Regions from separate parts of the Anas platyrhynchos genome. Here region 1 is linked to region 2. The links are chromatin contacts, called in public Hi-C maps. All regions are on one chromosome and are shown on one strand. The core of a region is the stretch at or near the end of the contact, and the rest is flanking DNA. Distances in the headings are between cores, read along the strand shown. Region 1 overlaps PLXNB2 (plexin B2). Region 2 overlaps PLXNB2 (plexin B2).

Region 1 (3,713 bases), core at 183-2,682, 47 kb before region 2:
TTTTAAAGCAGTCTTAATTACCTTGGTGGTTTGGATCGCTTTGGTTGACCATTAAAATGCATATTTCTAAGGCGAGGTGTGCACCAACGGTATTGTATAAGTAATAAAGAATTTAAAGAGCTTGATATAAAAGACTTTATAGAGGTAATATATTACTTCCAGTCGAGAGAAATAGAGGGCACTTTAAAATTAGTTTTACTAGCACCGTGTGTTTAAAAAAAAACTTCTTTTTCCTTTTGTTTAACCTCCTCTGCAAGCCTGGGCTTGTTTGAGGCTCCCAGGATCCAATTTCATATAGTATCCTATTTCAAATCCAGGCCAGAGCAGATCGATAGAAAATCAGTGCTCTCAGAAATAAAACTGCCTGTGGAATGCCTTCAGCTCCGTGAAGATGAAGGGGGGGATGTAATACCACAGACACTGATTTTCTTTTCTGAGATGGGAGGCTCTGAAGCGGTGGCTGTGGATGTTGCACAATTTACCTTGATTGAACAGTAATGATCATTGGGCAATTTGGGTGATTTTTGTGTGTGTGTGTGTTCTTCAGTTTGCAGTTAACAGCTGTGTTTTGTGAAGGGGAGGCTGGGAGGGGAATTGTTGCTGAGGTTGTTTTAAGCCAAAGCAGCAGCTATAGAATATTTTATAGCGGGAGCAGAGCTACCTGTAAGTCTGCGCATAGCTCGAATACCAGAGATTTGTGGTAATTCTTGTGAGATATTTACTGGCATTTTGAAATGATCAAGCTATTTCGGTACTTTGAAATCTGTAGGTGAATGAAAGCTAGTCTATTAACTGGCCTGTGTTTATACCAGTATTTACGGGCAGCACAAATACAGATGACAGTCTGCTTCGTTTTCAGTACACTTCTCTGTGTGCCTCCTCTCTTCCATGGCCAGCAAGGAAAGATAAAGAAAAAAAAAAAAAAAAAAAAAAAAGAGAGAAAGAGATATTTGGGTCATTGGGAACAGAGGAAAATGGCAATATCATTTTAGGACTTTGATGGAATAGGCATTGATCAATGCTTTGAGACAAGTAAAGGGAACACTGAACTTGTGAGCTTTGGGTGATTTTGAGTGCAGGAGTTATTGACTGTGCCAGTATTATGTTGAATTCCTGGAAAACTGACAGTAAACTTTGCTCTGCTGGAAAGTGGTGTTCACCTGCTCCAGGTGATGCTAGTGACCTGGGGAGCATCTCCCACTGGTGGCACAATGTCAGTGCGGGAAGCAAGGCTGCACAAACAGAGCCTTGGCCCCCTGTGCTGCCAGAGCAAGCAGGGAGCCTTTGGAGAGAAATTGTGTGCTCACATGCTGGAAACATTGCTGTCCAAAGCCGGCCAAGAAGGTAACAGCAAACACAAAGAGCGTTTGAATTTATTTTATGGTCTGTCCCTTGGGCAGTAAAGACTTGTTTGTTGTGGACCTTGAGCGTGCTGTCCCCTTCAAGGGCAGGTACACAGAAGTGTGTTTCAGCTGGGCAAGGCTAGCTAAATGAACTGCCTCTCAAAAGTGGAAGTGGTTCCTGTCTTCAGCATGAGAGTGGAGGGTGGGGGTGCATCTGTAGCCTCTTCCTATGTCAAATCATGTGAATTTACAAGAACATGTATGTTCATACAGACACACGAGGTAATTGGGACAGCAATCCTGGCCTTACGGAAACTCTCACATACTTCAGAGACCATAGGATTTCACCTTTGGCCTTTGGATTAGCTCATGTTTTGTAAACTGCTTGGTGATTAACCTTCAGCTAGAATATGAAGTCTGCAGCAAGTGTTTACTTAATAGTTAGAGATTTGATTCCTGCTCCCAGGCAGCCGATATTGCTTGGCATGAGTTATAAATAAAAGATCTGTCTCCAGAATTTTCAGAGAGCCCATTCTGGTCTCCTGACAGATGCAGAGAAAGCAAAGTGCTCAAAGAGAAGACTAATGAGAAAACTGTTGGAAGTCTGTCTGTGGTCATCGTACGGACTGAGAAGGCCATGCTAAGCAGCTAACAAGAGAGTCTTTACTCTCTGTGCATGTTTATGCAGAGTATATCAGAAAAAAAAAAAAAAAAAAAAAAAAAAGCATTGATTAGTTTTCTACTAACTTCTAATTAATATTTTTTAAGCCAGAGGCCACAAATTAATAACCAGTTATTCTGTTACATAAAGAGGATATTCACTTTAACATGTTAGATTTCTAACTTGGGCACCCGCAATGCCTCTCAAGCCAACAGAAAGAAAAAGAAGCCCACTTTCCACTGCCTTCTGCAGAGCCTGCCTTTTCCCTTTGGCTGTCTTGAGTGTAGAGAAAATAGCAGATTTAGCAGGTGTAAACATCCTGTACCATGAGATAAGTTGATTCTCATGGGATTCATTTTGCAATGATTTGCCAAACAACATTGAAAAGTCATGGGCATAGACTGTATAGTTTATGATCTTGAATTTATCATCTTAACTCCATGGCATTCAAGTTGCAGATTAAAAACAAAACAAAACAAAAACACTCTAAAAGCATGGATATTTCTAATGCATATTGATCTGTCTATCATGTAGAAAGAATCTCATATTCTCTGGCTCACGTACAGTGTTGAGCTTGTCACATAAACTAGCCAGGGGCAGTGTAGGTATGTTTATACTTAACACAACCAGGAGTTCATCAGATATGCAAAGTTTCATTTTCATGATGAAAAAATATACAGCCATCACTGCATTAAAATCTGCCTCTCCTATTAATTACCAGTAACTAATAGAGTTGACATTACTGCATGATTTTTATATAGCATGTAATGCATTACTGCATCATAGCATGATTTTTGTGGTATCAGTTTGGGACAGCAATGTTATTTACAACCAAAAAAAAAGCACAAGTGAGTTACAATGACTATCCTAAATAGGTACCAGTATTTGTTTTATATTACAGCTCACTCTCAGGCATCTTGTTTGTGTCTCATAGCTGTGGATCTTTCAAATGTAGCTTTTTGTGTAAAGGCTTAAAAGCTGTTCCTGTTCTTGGTAGGTGTATTCCTATTTTTGGTATCCTTATTCTTGTAAATTTACCAGGCTTTATATGCCATTTGAAGATGAGGAAGTGAAGTTTAAGAGTCTCTCAAATAGCTTTAGAGAAACTGAGGTTGCTTCTCTGTTGCTTTGCATTGGATGAAATCCTTATGCCAGGCCTCTTGGACTGAGGTCTGATGGATCACCGTTAGGTGCTGGCTCTATACTGGGCAGAGAGGGGGCTTGTTGCCTTATGTGAGCAACAAGGCAGGGTACAATTTTGTCCAGTGTCAACCGTAAGGTTTGATAAATAACAATTTGAACAGGCTGGAAAAGTGTACCTCACCACTCCTTCACTGATACTTGTTTCAGTTCTTTGTCCTAAAATGTGAAATACTGGACCTCAACCGGTTCAAAGAGCGCGTTCTTGCTATTTGATCTTTGCAGTGAAATACTGTTGAAAGAGCAGGTAGGCTTTCTAGGCTGGTCAGAAGGGACAGCAGAGAAAGTGGCTAGTGCATTTAATTCCGTAGTCAAGAAATCTCTGTGGAAAAGTCTATGAAGAGATAAGGTATTCAGTCACATTAAACTGAAGTGAAGGATGTTCACAAAGGCTAATGGAGTACTAATTCTTAGTTTTCAGTATCAAGTTGTGCTGGTCTTTGTTCTTGTATCTGTAAAACTCAGACTTTGGTCAGAGACTTTTAACTTAAATTTTAAGAACATAAAAC
Region 2 (3,846 bases), core at 813-3,312:
TAGTGATCTGAATGTTTAACATCCTTCTGTATTGCTATTCCTTATTAGAATGCAAGCAAAAATTTCCCCTGTGGCTCTGAACACTTACCGTACCTTTTGGGAAGTAAAAATGGTGTTGTAGAGAAGCCGGTGTTACAAAAAGAAGGGATGAATCTCACGGCTGTTACTGTGACTGTGGAGAATGGGCACACCGTGGCGTTTCTGGGAACTTCAGATGGAAAAATTCTTAAGGTAACAAATCTGATTAAAAAAATTAGAGCATGTTGAAAAGGTTGCAAATTGTACTGATAGCATGCTTATGCTCTAAAAGTAAATGTGATCTATAAGATCTTGTATCAGGAGCAAATTCTCTTGGCACTTGGTATTTTTACTTTCAAAGAGAAAAAAACAAAACAAAACAAAACAGGTCATTTCTTGCATACCTCCACTTTCCAACACACAGTTGGAATTAGCATTGCCTGGATAACACTTTTCCCAAAGGTTTAGATATCTACTGGGAGCCCTATATTCATAGCCTTAGGTAATCTAACAGCTGCTCTGGCCTTATCTCTGTTCAAGCCCATGCTAGTTCAAGAGCAACTTTTAATATTACAATCATTCTGGCCATTCAGTAAATAGAATATAGATCATAGAATCACAGAATGGTTTGGGTTGGAAGGGACCTTAAAGACCACCTCGTTCAACCCCTCTGCTGTGGGCAGGGACACCTCCCACCAGACCAGGTCGCCCAAAGAGACGATATAAAGCTAAAGTTGGAGCTCTGGTAGATTCTGACTGTGGGGCTTGTAGTTCAAAGGTCTCTGTGTCTGCAGAGTTAAAATATCAGGACTGTTACACCATGCATGTCATTTTGTTGAAGGGAAGTGATGGCCGTGTGCCACTCTGAGGTTTGTAATTTGAACCTGATACAATTGGTTATTGTAAGGGAGGTCAGCAAATTTGAACACTTTCAAGTGCAGAGGCTCCAAGTCGAGAATTTTAATTTTACAGCACTCAAATAAATCAGTATTTCCAAAAAAATCAATGCAAATATTAGCTATTGTGAGCAGTGAGCAATTTCTTTTCCATTACTTTTCTGCTGTACTTGCTGCTTTTGATGCTAAATACTTCAAATTGAAATGTTTTCTCTGATATGAATTTGTGAACTTGAGTAAACACAGCATTTTCAATAATGATAATTGAAAAAAGAGCAACCTTTACCACCTTTCTTTCTTCCATGAAACAGGTGTTCCTGTCATCCACTGCAACTGAGTACAGCTCTCTTACTATTGAACTAAATAAACCCATAAAGAATGACCTGGTTCTTGACAAAACCCAAGAAAATCTATATGTGATGACTACAGACAAGGTAATGTATCACTCTCTTTTTAAGGACCAGGTCAAGTTTAACTTTCTCTTGACTTTACCTGATATTGGAATGTTTCTCTCTCATTCCTGGAAACCACCCTAAGTCAGTGGGACTGCCCCTGCTCCATGTTTGTGTGTGCACCTTTACAGGCAGAAGGAAAACAGAATATTACGAGTAACTGAAAACGCAGCTGGGGATGGGAGGTGGATGAAAACAGAAGGTGAAGGGATGTTCTCCTTTTACCAGCTTCAGCCTCCCTTTGCTTTGTGCTCCCTCCAGCTGAGGTGAACAGGAGGTATATAGATGGTTGTAAAGCTAAGCAAAGAGGGGTCCTTCATTTTTTAGTGTTGCCAGTTCTTCTGGCGTCAAGGTAGGTCTCTCCAAAAATGAAGACCTTCCTCAAGTCCAGGCTGATGAGCTTAATTGTTTGACTGTTACTTGGAGGGTGGTTTTATCCTTAATGCTTTAATGATTGGGAATAGGAGGTGAGTTCTCCTTTGAAGCTCTCCCACAGGGTCTGGAAGAAGTTGTGATGTTTGGCAACAGAATATTGCAGGGTCAAGCAGCTGCATGTCAGGGAGGATGCTCAAGCTGCCATTGGGCCTTTGCAAGAGCTTTTCAGGATTTGGGATGCTGGTGGCTGACGTAATAGCATTCACACATCTGTAAAGCTGCCAATGGTTTTCATGAGTCTTGCTGTCAAAAATTAAGAAGCAATGGAAAGAATTACAGTGTTGGGAAACACCCTTGTATGCTGGTGCAGCAGGAAAGGTCAGACTGTGCTCCGAAAGGAACAGGCAGTCTCTTCTCAGTTCCCCTTCTCTCAGCTGGCACAATGGAGACTTGTAAAGGCAAAAGGAAAGCAAAAAGGAAAGGAGGAGAAGAGAAAGATGCCAGACTTCTGGCATGGTAGCCTGCTCCTAACACTTCCCTCTGCGGTCACTGGAGCTGTCAGGCTCACACACATGGACCAGCAGTTCTCTGAGATGGGGTGGGTGACAGAGAGACTGCCACCATTCGCAGCACCGACAGGGACACAGGGTGGGACACGGGAAACAGGCCGGTCCCAGTAGCAAGGAGAGAACAATGATGACTGTGACAGTGGAGTACTAGGGAAGATGGTGAGGGAAGTGTGTTCTCTTCCTGTTTCATAAAAGATTAATATAAATTTCTGCAGTGTTAATGCTGCATTCTAGCTGAAGGATTTCAGGCTGGAAGCTCCATTGGAAAACATGCCAGATAAGTGACTGATAAAACATTTAGCAGTGTACAGTGTGTGAGAGAGGTTACTGCACTTTTTTTTTTTTGTGGTAGTTGGTACTTCTAATTTGGCTTCTGCTCAAATTTGGAACAGAACTCCAAGCCTCAAAATTGCCTGTGTGAGGCCAGGCAGCCTGGCACCCTGCATGGCAGGATGATGGCACGTTGCTTCAAAGCCCTGAGGTCCCCACCAGGCTATGCCATGGGCAGCACAAGGATGGGGGCAACCTTGAAGCAAAACAAGTTTTCTGGTGATAGTCTGCGTCAAACGGAGCATTTAGGAAGGTCCCTAATAATTCTGTCTCTGTAAGATGTTTAAATTCAGAAAGCAGCAAATTTCTGCCAAAGAAGGTATTTCAGTTTAATTTTTTCCAAGCAGCTCCCATAGACACATCCATTTCTAAATAATGGGAATAATAGTTTTCTTTTACAAAACCTGTTCAGCTTAAATATGAATAGCTAAAGTTGGGAGCTCTGTCACGGCATTACATTACTGTCATCTCCAGGAGTTAATTACAATGAGCAGTCCCACCCACTTTTAGAGCCAGATAGATGAAAGGAGAATGGAGGCCTTCGTTGCTGGAAGAAATTAAGTGACAGCAGCGAGAAGAGAAGAATAAATGCTGAAATACACACTGCTGTTTTCAGAACAGCTGTGAGTTAAGGGAAGAAATGTACCAGAACCCTGTCCTTGGAGTTCTTTAGAAGAAGGTAAACACTGAAGGGCACAATAGCTGCACTGATCTGCTTCCTTAATACTGACCTGCCAGGCAGATGCAGCACTTGCCTCACAAGTGATGTTGTGATGGGTGATAACTTGAAGCAGCCTTCAAAGAGGAATCAGATGGAGAGAAAATATGGGGAGGTTAAGAATTGTAGTGAGAAGTCAGAGCTTGCTTTCCTGTTTCACTTCTCCTCCAGCATCAATAGCAGTGGGTAGCTTGGAACAGATGCCTTCAGAAGTCAGCCCACTCCTCCCAGAGCTGGGGCAGGCATCAGGAGGAGCCCCTTGAAGCTGGGAAGGACCACACCACCCTTGCCATGCTCACATTAGCTCATTAAAATAAACAGAAGTGATAGGATCTCAAATTCCTTCTGATACATCTCATATCAGGAATAAAACTGAAGCCTGTGACAGCCACCATTCTCACCGGCTTTTCTGCTTGCTTTAGCTTTTACCACTCTCTCTGGCTAAGACCTACTATTAGAAAATCTCCAAAATGAGTTTCTCTGCATTT

The links. A called contact is a pair of places that touch in the nucleus more often than the background predicts.
Region 1: a Hi-C map of skeletal muscle shows a contact between it and region 2, with 4 times the contacts expected there. The contact joins two enhancer-like sites. A contact is called at or near these places in 3 of 8 Hi-C or Micro-C datasets (liver, skeletal muscle and small yellow follicle).

What each region holds. Positions count from the first base shown.
Region 1 is chr1:21,564,715-21,568,427 of IASCAAS_PekinDuck_T2T, reverse strand. All of the region lies in intron 2 of PLXNB2 (plexin B2), which reads left to right. Among named protein-coding and RNA genes, the nearest start is that of PLXNB2, 140 kb to the left of the region's middle. Within about 2 kb of position 1,432, at least 1 of the 8 cell types and tissues checked has an H3K27ac peak or open chromatin away from gene starts, as enhancers often do.
Region 2 is chr1:21,517,822-21,521,667 of IASCAAS_PekinDuck_T2T, reverse strand. It overlaps PLXNB2 (plexin B2), which reads left to right. Exons shown (of 38, transcript XM_038173392.2): 5 at 49-231; 6 at 1,226-1,348. Among named protein-coding and RNA genes, the nearest start is that of MAPK11, 130 kb to the right of the region's middle. Within about 2 kb of position 2,062, at least 1 of the 8 cell types and tissues checked has an H3K27ac peak or open chromatin away from gene starts, as enhancers often do.